Regions from separate parts of the Mus musculus genome. Here region 2 is linked to region 1. A link is a contact called in public HiChIP or PLAC-seq data. All regions are on one chromosome and are shown on one strand. Each heading gives the region's core, a stretch centred on a gene start, on an enhancer-like site or on the middle of the called end of the contact. The rest is flanking DNA. Distances are from core to core; before and after follow the strand shown. Region 1 holds the start of Tmem184b (transmembrane protein 184b). Region 2 holds the start of Kdelr3 (KDEL (Lys-Asp-Glu-Leu) endoplasmic reticulum protein retention receptor 3).

Evidence for each region. HiChIP or PLAC-seq counts read pairs in DNA pulled down with a chosen protein or histone mark.
Region 2: a contact with region 1 is called in an H3K27ac HiChIP or PLAC-seq map of embryonic stem cells, with 6 read pairs. The contact joins the promoter of Kdelr3 here to the promoter of Tmem184b in region 1. A contact is called at or near these places in 9 of 39 promoter capture datasets (cranial neural crest, embryonic stem cells, fetal liver and 4 more), 13 of 484 Hi-C or Micro-C datasets (the HL-1 cell line, adipose-derived mesenchymal stem cells, cortical neurons and 4 more), 7 of 115 datasets of contacts at active chromatin or transcription factors (bone marrow-derived macrophages, embryonic stem cells, memory CD8 T cells and 1 more) and 3 of 9 other capture datasets (adipose tissue, liver and pancreatic islet).

What each region holds. Positions count from the first base shown.
Region 1 is chr15:79,399,343-79,405,438 of GRCm38.p6, forward strand. Tmem184b (transmembrane protein 184b) reads right to left here and starts at 3,961. Exons shown (of 9, transcript NM_172608.1): 1 at 3,843-3,961.
Region 2 is chr15:79,512,503-79,518,180 of GRCm38.p6, forward strand. Kdelr3 (KDEL (Lys-Asp-Glu-Leu) endoplasmic reticulum protein retention receptor 3) reads left to right here and starts at 3,906. Exons shown (of 5, transcript NM_134090.2): 1 at 3,906-4,138. The coding sequence starts at 4,048. It also overlaps a transcript of Kcnj4 not described here.

The DNA of each region.
Region 1 (6,096 bases), core at 2,711-5,210:
ATAGAGGACAACTTTCAGGAGCTGGGTCTCTCCTTCCACCACAGGCTCTGGGGATCAAAGCTGGGTCATCAGCCTTACGCAGAAAGCGCCTCTACTCACTGAGCCATCTCGCTGGCCCAGATTCCGGAACCCTCAGCTGCCTATGCTCAAGCACCCACTGGGCTTTCTCCCTCAACTCCCATGCTCACATCCTACATACAGCCCGTCAGCCCCCGCCAGCTGTGCTTCTGCAAGAGTCGGCAAAGACCCCTAGTGGAGCATGTGCAGTCTCATGGCCTCTGTCCAGAGAAGGGATGACTGCCTAATTACTCATACAGGCAGGCCAGCGAGTCACTGCACCAAATCCAGCCAGCCTGGCACCTGGCAAAGTAGAGCAAGAAGTCTTCGTGGAGCTCAAAGGAAGATGAGGCGGCTGCATCCAGCTTGCCTGGCTCCACTACCAGCTACTGGGTCCTTCTAACCGCGTTCATAGAACATGGACAGTGGGTGACTGACCATACCTCCCAAGGTAACAAGAGAAGCTAAGAGCCCAGGAGACCTGGGACAATCAGGGGTTCAATCCTTAAGAAAACAAGTTCAGGGCTGGCTCAGCCGCTGACATTCCACCCTGGCGTGGTAGCACCATATAAACTGGGCACTTTACCTATATAATCCTAGGCATTGGGAGGTAAAGGCAGGAGGGTCAGAAGTTCAAGGTCACCCTCAGCCACATAGTGGATTCAAGTTCTGCCGGGAATACATGAGACCTTGTCTCCAATTAAAAAACAAACAAACAAACAAAAACAGAACAAAGAAGTTTCAGTTCAGTGGGGCCAAATGACAGAGAGCAGAAGAGACCAGCAGGAAAGCAGGGCCTGGGGCACAGTAACCTTCAGCCCCGAATATGCAAAAGAAAAACAGAGCAGAGACTAAAGAGACACCAGGGACCAAAGGGGCAGCAAACAGGAAGGAGGCAGGTCATCTTGGAGTTACATGCCAGAATGAAGGAAGCAAGATGCAGGGTGATGATACAGCCTCACAACACAGGGTGTGTGTGTCACTTCCTCTCAAACATTCAAAGGCTTTCTGTTGACCACACCGGGATCACACCAAAACCCTCCGAGAGGGAGACATGACAGGCCTCCACATCTGCTTGGGGCCCCTGCTACCCTCCTCTCCTCCTCCATGCTCCATCTCTAACTCCAGGACCAGGAAGGCACTGAGCATACCGAAGGTCAGAGTGGAAAAGCCTGGAGATTGAACCAACTGACCTGTGATGGGGAAGGTGGCAGCCCCACCTCACCGGATAGTGGAGGATAGGATGGGAACTCATGAAAGCACTTTGAACTGTGCCTGACACATGGTAAGTGCTCAAGAAACTTACCAGGGGAGCTGTTTTTCCTACTGTCCTCTGGGCCCCTTCAGAGCCCTCTCTCCCTACCCCAAGTAGAACACTGTCTCAAATGTATTAGTCACGTGCTGGGCTACCTCAGCCAACCACAGCCTTTCACAGGGGACAACCCAGGTCTCTGGCCTCTCTTCCCTGATGGCCAGCAAATTCATGGCACACAGGAGGTATTCAGCAAGCACCTGCTGCCCCCAAAAAGACCTCAGCCAAGGTCCTGGGGCAGACCCCACATTGAGCTCTGAGGGCCTAGCTCCAGGCTTCCCAACACTCACATCAAATCCCCAGTCTCATTCGCTGCTGCTACTTACTTTCAAAACAAGAAAGGCCTGGGCCCTGCCTTGCCTAGCAGCTTCTACTCCAGGGAGCACATGGAGAGAAATGAGCACAGCGGGACTGGAAATAGCACCGAGCCCCTCTTGGGGAGAGGCCTGGGCAGGCCAGCTGGCAAACAGAAGCAAAGCCTCAAAGGCAGGGAGTCCTGGAGGGCCGAGGACACGGCTCAGCAGCACACTGCCTGCCCAGAGTGCCTGAGGTCCCGATCCAGTGCACAGGACCAAAAGAGGGGAAAAAATGGGAGAGAGCAGCCAGCCGACAGGCCTGGTCCACAGAACTAGGACAAGCTGCCCACTGATCCCCTCCCACCCGGAAGCTCTTCTCTCCTCCCTAGTCCAACCCCACCACCCTGGGAGCAATCTACAAGGCATCCCCCAGGATTACACAAGGACGCCCAGGTCACCTATGGCTCTTAGGGGAGTATTTAGAGCCCCACCACCCACACTGGCCAGTGGGGTCGCTATCTATGTCCACCTCCGCAGCAGACTGGGAGCCTCTAGAAGAAGGTATTAGATCCTGTTCCTCTGTGTTCTACTCCAGGGACATCAGGGAGAGCAGTGAGCCAGCAGGGCCGGGAGACAGCCCTCAGCCGGGCGCATAGTAGATGCTCAGTAAGTTACAAGGCAACTTGGGCAAGACCCAGGGATGAAGGATGCTACCAGAGCCTACTAGTCCCACACTGACAAGGGAGTCACTTAATCCCCATCCCGTCCCACCCCACCCGCCTTGACCTGCTGCCTCAGTTTCCTAACCCACATCTATGCCCGATACATTATTGGCACAGCTGCCCTGAGAACAAACTGGGAAAATACACATGGAAAGCAAGAAGTCTCTGAGGAATGTTAGTCACCCAGCTTTGGCTCGACTGTCCCTTTGTACTGAAGCCTTTTTTTTTCTTTTTCCTTTTTTTTTTTTTTTTTTTTTTTTTTTGCTGGCTTGTCCATCCCCCCCACCCCCCACCCCCCAGCACTGAATCCACCTCCATACTCCTCAGTCTTTTGTCTTCTGTTTCTGGAATCCCTGTGATTCTTTCCAATTCTGATTCTGCCCCAAGCACCTGAGAGCTCTTCGATGCCTCGATCCTCACATCTGTGTGCGGGGTGAGCACCAGTCTAGCTTCTGGGGCTCCCACACCCAAGGGTTCCAACTCCGGCCCTGCACAGAACTCTCAAGATACTCAGATGTGCCGAGCCCAAGGGCCCACCAAACTTGTTGACACGAAGAGGGATGCTGCAAACAGCCTGTCAAAAAAGCCAGACCGTGGAGACCTGCACCTCCCCCTGCTGCTGATGCTGGTGGGGTGTGTGTGTGTGTGTGTGTGTGTGTGTGTGTTGGCTGAGTCTGCAGCACTTGCCTCCAGGGCACAGATTGCTACTTCTCTCCTTACATAAAGCACCTGGCAGCCAGATGAATAATACATAGACCTTCACCTCACACCCAGGTATCAGGCAGGCAGACACCTGCTTTGCCCCACCAAGGCCTCCAAGGAGGGAGGGATGAGATGTCCCGCCTCATACAGTCCTCCAAGAAAGGATACAAACTAAAAATCCGAGCCCGTTCCCCAGACTCCCTAGCTTTGCCACTGCCTGGAGCTCCTTAGCCCCAAGCTAAGCATCCAAGCAAGGTGTCCAAGGGCGTGCCCAGGCAAACAGGCACCACACACCCAAACCAATCTCTAGGGTTCCTTTGAACACCCAGCATCCTGGGAGCCCCAGATCCCTATCCCCCTTCAAATCTACTGACCTGTGTGCAAAGCGCGCGCACACCCCCATTTACGCATGTACCGTCTCAAGGGCCGACCACCGGGCCAGGTCAAAGCCACTGCACTGAGGACCGACGTCTCCCCGCCCCGTTCGGTCGTGCCAGGCTGCAGCACACCCACCGCGGTGCGCACAGTCCCATCGGTAAGAGGCTGGGCCCCGCGCCGCCCACCCCGACTCCCCCACGAGCAGGTCCGGTTACACTCAGGGCCCCGCCACGCTGGCGAAGCGGGCACACCCACGGGCCGCTTGGGGGCCTCCGAGTCCCTGCCTCCCCGCGGGAAGTCCCCAGAGTGGAGTTCTCCCCAAGGTGCAGCCCCCGCCCGGTCCCCGTTCATCCCGTGCATCCGCCGCCCGGGTACCTCAGGAGCCCATGGCGCTGGAGACTGCAGGCGGAGCAGGCGGCGCCGCAGCCCGGTATCTCGGCCGCCGCTGGCGCGTCCCGAGCCCCGCCGGGTACCGCCGCGCCGCGCCTGCGCACTAGGAACGCCGCTGGCGGGGGCGGGGCCGGAGCGCGCCGCTGAGGTCACTCGCCGAGCCTTAAAGGGGCCGCGCGCTGCGAAGCACCACGCGCAATCTCGGGTCAGGAGAATGGTGAGGTCCTCTTGCAACTCGCAAACGCACCGCGAGAGACCCAGGGCCCAGGTTTCCTAGTCCAGTCCCACCCACCACAGTCCTGGGATGCACAGTCTGACCCGCGGGATACAGACTGTCCCGGACACTCGCGAGCTAGCTTGAGTTTCAATTCTCTGAAAGCCTTGTATATGCCAACGCTGAAGGTGAAACGAAATCTAGTTGACGTTTGAGACAGGGAGGGTGAGTGTGAGACTGTGGAACGGACTTCCACGGAACGTTTTGTATAGTTATGCAAAATGAAACTGCTCTAGTGGAGCTGCCCCACCTCATTCCTAGCAGCCTAACGAACCGATTCTAGAGGAGTCATTCCAGCCCCTACCCCACTTTGATTTGTGAGGTCCTCGTCTTACCCAGATGACTGAAATGTGTAATATGCAACCAAGTTTATTTTTATCTCCAGCTCCAAATGTCTACCGACGCCTCTTACTTAGCGGGCTCAGCTGCTTTCCCCTCCACACACATTTCTTCTTCACAGCATTCCCCAATCCCTGCTTCCAGTCTTCAAGCCAGAAAGTCTAGTATTATCCTTGAGTGCTGCCCTCCCTCTCCCCCTCGTCCCATCAGCTTGGGCAAGACATCCTGTATCCCTAGACTCTGACCTCCACACTACTGAACTGCTGTCATGTCCAGGCTCTGCCCAGGTACTGTGAGCATCTACTTAGCCCGATTTTCCAACCTTGTCCTCGGCGGGTCTGTGCCAATGTGAGAATCAGGGATTCCTTTAAAAATCCAAATCGTTGGAGGAATGCTTGCTTACCATTCACCAGACCCTCAATATAATTCTTTGCACCAAAGTAAACAAACAAACGAACCCACCCAAGATGAACTATATGGCACTTTGCTCAAAACCCTTAATTAGTTCCTCATGCCATTCCAAATGAAGCCAACATCTGCAGATCTCTGCACAGCCTTGATCCAGCATCACCCTCCGCAGGCATGCCTGGCCTCATCTCCTTTTCCTGAACACTGACCTCTTGCTTTCCCTACAACCAAGTACAAGCATTCAGCTTCCATGCCTTTGCACCTGCTGTCCCCTCTGCTGGGGCTACAGTTTCCCCAGACATGTCTTCAAAGTCTTGCTTGGCTGGCTTTACTAGGGAAGCTGAAGCAGGATTGTTCTGAGACAAATACCTCCTTCCCAGAGTAAGATTGCTGAGCCCCTCACCTGCAGTCCATAGTCAACATCTCACTGTGCCCTGTTCTCCTAATAAAAGTTCATTTCTAACACGTATCGATTGTTTTCCTATCTTATTATCCATCTTCCTAGTGAACAGACTGTTGCATTAACTTTGGGGAGATACGTGCCCCAAATAGGAAGGCACCCAAACAAACCAAAGATTCTACACATCTCCCTCCATGAACCTGTGAGTTTATTGGTCATACTATGGCAATGTGGGTGAGGGGTGGGGTTACTGGCATCTGTAATATGTAATTCCCCTCCCCTCACCCCTGTCCCCAAATGACCTTTGGGAGTTAAGAATTCTTGGGAGGTAGAAAATTCTAGAAGCAAGCCACTCCCATAAAGCTGGGGGGGGGGGGGGCTCATTACCCATGCTGGACTGGGACTTATTTCTTTCTTCTTTTTTGTTTGTTTGTTTGTCTGTTTTTAATCACCCTTAAGAAGCAACCGTTCACTCTTGCTCCTATAAGCAGCTGACAGACTCGTTGACTGTTCTTTAACCAAGCTAGATGGAGCAGAATCATTCCTTTATTCTGTGGTCAGTCCCTTCCCTGGGATGAGGAGACATTTGTTCATGTCTCCCCAGGAAAAGTGCATGCAGCAAGGATGAAGATGTCTGACAGTTTCTTGTTTCCTGATGAAAATTAGTATGCTGCACTGGGAGTACTGGCAAGCACGTACTGAAAGTATCTGTAACATGGACAAATATAATAGCTAGGTCCTAAGGGGGAAGCTCGGGGTACTTGAGGGGCCTGAGTTCAGCCCTCATGACTACATGACTGAAGGAGAAAACCAGCTCT
Region 2 (5,678 bases), core at 2,656-5,155, 110 kb after region 1:
AATCTTGTAAAACTTCATAGAGTGTTTTTTGTTTTCAGCCCTCGGGGCACCTAGCACTCAGCTGGTTTTCAATATATATTCTTGGCGCTATAGCAGAAGGAAAGTTTCACAACCTTGACTGCCTGATCAGTAAACCCTAGACCTGCCAGCCATCAGGCTCCTGGGGACACCTGGGGTCCAGCCGCAGGGAGAGAAGGGCAGCTGGGAGCTCACCCCTGGCTGGGCTGTTTGTGAGACCAGGCCACAGGCCTTTGGTGGGTCTTAAGAGCCCCCAGAATCGATTCTTGTCTTCTGGAACCCTGCAGGGTATTTGACATCACGGTGAAATATAAGAAAGCACTATAGGCAGTAGGGGGAAAAAAAAAAAGCTTGTGTGTGTGTATCTTCTTTTTATAACTGAGCGGCCCTCATTCTCTCTCCCACAACTTGACCTTGAACATATAAGCTGCTTAGGGAGTGAGAGGGAGCGCTCCGGCTCCTCACAGTTTTAAGTTGAGGGAAATTTCCCCCTTGACTTCCCCTCAGCAAGCACAGTTTTGGGCGTGTGGAAACTGAGACACGGAGGGTGAGGTACTCACTCCTATCTACCGGGCTCAGGGGCTGATGGGAAAGGATGGCTGGAGGCAGGGGATAGGCTGGATTGGAGTATCTTACCTAACCAGGGGGATTTACTACAGAGGTTCTTTTCTTCTTATTTATTTATTCGAAATATTATTTATGTATTATTATTTATACAAGTACACCGTAGCTGTCTTCAAACACAGACCAGAAGAGGGCATCAGATCTCATTACAGATGGTTGTGAGCCACCATGTGGTTGCTGTGCTTTGAACTCATGACATTTGTGGAAGAGCAGTCGGTGCTCTTAACTGCTGAGCCATCTCACCAGCCCTGTCTGTCTTTCTGTCTTTCTGTCTTTCTTTCTTTCTTTCTTTCTTTCTTTCTTTCTTTCTTTCTTTCTTTCTTTCTTCCTTCCTTCCTTCCTTCCTTCCTTCTTTCCTTCCTTCCTTCCTCCCCCCTCTCTCTCTCTCTTTCTTTCTTTCTTTCTTTCTTTCTTTCTTTCTTTCTTATTGAGACTGGGTCGCAGAACTCAAGCCAATCCTCCTGCCTCGGTCTCCCAAGTACTGGGATTACTGGGGTAGAAACCAGCACACCTGCTTTCCCTGGTGCTTTCAGATGCTCCACCTTGGAGATGGGATGGGTGTGAAGAGCTCATTGCCAAACAGAGAGAGACAGCAGCCGGGAGAAACAGAGAGAGACAGTACCGGGGAGAAAGGATGCTGACACAGGCTTGCAAGAGCAACAAACAACTTGGACCCTTCATTTCTCCATCTGTAAGATGCCAACATAGTATCCATTTCATAGGACCCTCAGGCACGCCAGACACCAGAATCATGGAAAAGCATTCAGCTGTTCTTTCTCCATTTCCCCCATTTAACAGACAGGCAAGCTGAGGCCCAGAGAAGGGGCATGCGCAGGCTCACAGGCACAGTAGCAGACCTTGGATATGGACCAAGCCCTGCAGCCTCCCAGCCTGTTCTTTCCCTTCTGCCCCCGTGATGGTCACTTCTCAGGCCTCCCGACTTTGGCCCGTCCCCCTGCCAGTGTCTCCTGGGAGGAATTAAAGGAAGGGGAAGGTTCAGCCCCTTCCCTGCCTCAGGCCCCGCCCACAGCTGCGCTGCTTCCCGGACAGATGTGTTGCATGTGCTTCGTTCTCTCTGGCTTGAGGAGGATGTGGGCGCTGGAAGGAGATGCCAGCTGGCTGGGTAGCCTCACCTGAGAGATTTAAATAACCACTGCCTTCTGTGGGCATTGCTTGGGGGAGACATCTAGGCAGGGAACTGAGGGCCATTTATTTTCCCAGAGAGCCGTGGTCCATGTACCTCACCTGTCTGACCTCAGGGTCCATTCCCTGCCCCCTGGGCTCTAAGGCTGCACAGGGAAGGGCTGCCCAGTATGTCTAATGTGCTGCCTAGCACCCGAAATATATGCAAACCTCCCACAGATGCGCAAGCCCTTTGGCCCTCATCACAGGAACGCTCCTTGTCTGGTGTAAATTTTTGCTGACACCTGGTCATCCACCTCTCTGGGCTGAGAATTCCAACCCTATGGAGCTGGGCCTTGGGCTCTAGGCTGACACGATGTCCTGTGTGATCATCAGAAATGATAGCACCTCTCTGGGCCCTGGATTCTGTGTGTGGTGTGAGAATGGCAGTGCCCTCCCTACTTGGGCACATTGTTGAGATGGTGTCCCTCAAGCCTATACCGTGCCCGTGTTTTGTGTGTGTGCATCTGTATGTGTGTATGAGTATCTGAGTGTGTCTGTGTGTGCATCTGTCTGTGTCTGTCTGTGTGTGTCTGTGTGTCCATGTGTACGTATGTCTGTGTGAGTGTGCATTTGTCTCTGTGTGTTTTATATAAGCTTCCTCTGAGATTAAAACATTCTATCCTGCTGGGTAGCTCCTTAAGCAGGGAGGTAAACAACAACAAGAATAGTCTCAGGAACTCCCTGAAACTGAGCAGATTCCCTAGGCTCCTCCCTGCCAGAGTAAGCAGGGAGTAAGAAGACTCAGAACAAGAAGAGCAGCCTTCGAGAGATTTAGACCAACTGAGGCACCTGGGAAGGATATTCTCCAACCTGCTGAGCTGCCTGCAGGCAGTGGGAAGAGCTCCAGGTTCCCAGCTTGGTGAGCTGTCACCCATGCTGGGTGGGCTTTGGTGATGCAGCTGTCTCTGAGTCATTCCTGCTCCTGTAAGCAACCCTTCACCCATATTCCTCTAAGTAACTCCAGCAAAACTCATTAATTCATGAAGCTGGATATTGGTACTATCTGTACTTTAGGCTGTCGTGGGCTCCCTATCTGGGGTGAGCAGACAAGTGTGTTTCATCTCCCCAGGAAAGGTGTGTGTGTGTGTGTGTGTGTGTGTGTGTGTGTGTGTGTAGATTCACAGCAAGCTGCCCAGGGTCCCCCATGCTGCACCCCCCAGGCAGTGCTACTGGTCACATGCAAAGCCTCCCAGAACTGCTTTGTGCGGGGAGTAATGGTAAAGCAATGGAGGCCAGGAAAGAGTTGGCGAACACCGTAAGCAACAGATCTTCATCCTGCCGAAGCCTCTCCTGCACACAGAGGGAGCCAGACGAAGCCATTTCTTTAGGAAGAAACCAGCTACAGGAGGGAGGGGGGCTGGGATCAAGGAGAAGGCAGAAAGGCCCTTGGTTTATCGGTTCCATAGCTATAGATTAATAGACCTGTGCCCAGAGAGGATGCTTCACATAGCAATGGAGGCCTCCAGCCCACCTAAGATTCTTCCTACTCTATCCTGCCTGCCTCTATGCCGTGCTTGGAGTTTTTCCTGGTCAGTGAAGTTCTTTCCAGTGTCTTCCCACATGAAGAAGAGGGGGGCAGAAATGAAGGCGGTGGGCATCCCCAACACACTCAGCCTCTTTTACACCATTAGCATCTCCCTTGTAGTCAATACTGAAGCCCAGAAAGGGGACTCAGAGTCAGCCTCTCTCCCCACCGGAAACCATCAACAAGGTTATCTCAGAGCTAGCTCAGGTTATCTCAGAGTTTAACAGGTGATGGCTCCTTTCAGCACCACTTCCCGGGAGTTCCAACCTGGGAGGTCTTCCGCGGCTGAAAGCCTGCTTCCACCACCCAGGGCCCAACAGAGCTATGAAAGTCAGGACTTGAAGTGAGTGCCAGGCCCTGACTGTGGTTTCTGGGGATGAGAGGAACACTTGGTGCCTACGCAGGACCAGAGAGGGAGGGGCTCGGCTTGGGCCAGCAGCGGCTGTGTAAGCTGCCCCGCCTGTCGGCGTGGGGACGTGAGAAGCGCTGCTTCCTGGCTCCTGTCCCGCGCCTGGCCGCCCCGCCACGTCACCGCGCGGCCAAGGGTGCGCGCGGCGGGAGCGCGCCAGCAAGGAGGCGCGGCACCGGCCTGGGGCACCGCGAGGAGCAGGGACGGGGACGTGGCAGCGCCCCGCGCAACAGAAAGTTCCCTGGGAAGTTCTGCGCGACACGGCGCGGGAGCGGCGGGCGGGACCATGAACGTGTTCCGAATCCTCGGGGACCTGAGCCACCTCCTGGCTATGATCTTGCTCCTGGTGAAGATCTGGAGGTCCAAGAGCTGCGCCGGTGAGCGGCGCCCGGGGCGGGGCGGGACCGGACCATGGTGAGGACTTAGGCTCAGAGGGAAGCCGGGCGCGCGCGCTTCCAAAAACTTCAGCGAAGTTTTTCGACATCAGAGGATCCGGGAGATTATGAGGGAGCGTGGCTTCTGTCTCCATGAAGAGCCCTACCTCACGCTTCTCGCCCTATCCTTAACTGGGCAGCTGGCAGTATCACGGCTGCTGGGCGAGGAGTGGAGGGGGACCTTCCCCTGGGAGGAGACCATATTTGAAGTCGCCTTAGTCGTCGAGTCTTCATTCTCTCCTGCCTTTTATTTCCCCAGAGAGAGCCTTTTCCTGCCAGCTGGTGATATCAGCCTGGCCCAGGGATGTGGAGCTGGCTCTGAGTGGAAGGCGTTGGAGGGGCTCGCGATTTGTCTACAGGTCTAGCGGCCTTGCTGGGATGGGAAATATCTGGAGGCTGGGTTGATGATTTCAGTCCCCGGGTTAATAAGAAGCTGCCCATTGTCTTTCAGCCATCTCCGTTCCTAGCGTTCCCTGCCTGTCCCAGGCATGCAATTGAGTGTGAGCTCAGACTCTACCAGAGCTGGGGAGGCAGAGAGCAGCTGAGGGCTACGTGGACAGAGAGGATGGGCAGGGTATGTGCTCAAGGTACAGGGTACGGTGTTGAGAACACCCGTGCAAATACGTAGAAGCCACAGGGCATAGGGCATGTCCTGGGAAGGACACAGGAGGAAGAGGAATCCAGAAGGTAGGATGGACTAATGGTGAAAGGCTTTTTCCGGTCACATTCGGGATCCAGGATGAAGGAAACCATCGAAGAAGTAGGAGCAGAGGCAGAGGCTCAGCAGGTCTCTTGAGACTCCGGAAATGGAGGTTGAGAGCATTTTGAGATGTCACCTGGGAGGCTGATCAGGAGAGGGACTTGGTTGAGTATGGATCAGACACATTTTGGATCCAGTGGCTCTGGACTGAATTAGACGTTACCGGGGGTTTGTAGTAGTCAGTTGCCTGAGAGATCGTCTCTCACGGCCCTTCTGCTTGCTGGGCCTGTGACTTTGCTTTAGAGGTCCGGGGTAGGATTGGGGGAGTGCTTGTTACCTCCTCCCTCATCCTGTGAGGGACACTGTGCCCTGATACCCCAATGCCCTGCCTTAGGGAGCTGACCTACTGAGAGACCAGCAGAAAGCGACAGGAGGAGCAAATCAGTATGCGTTGCTGTAGGCGAAAGAAAAATGGCAGCTGGTGCCAGCCCCAAATGCCAGAGACACACTGGCCACTGTCCCACTGTCCTGCTGAGTTGTGTAGCCTGGGGCTTCTGTTTCCCTATCAGTCAGAGGGACTCACTCACGGTGTCTCTCTTCTCCTGGGCTTCTGGTAGGGATAGTGTTTATGTGTTTATGTGTGGAGCCACTATGGGTAGAACCCTGAGCCTACAAGGTTAAGAGGACTGGAGGATATAGTGGCCAGGTATCCCCCATGAAGCTGCTGCCTAGACTGTCCTAATAGGGCAGGTGCCTCTTTGGCAAGGGCTTGGTGAAGGGGCA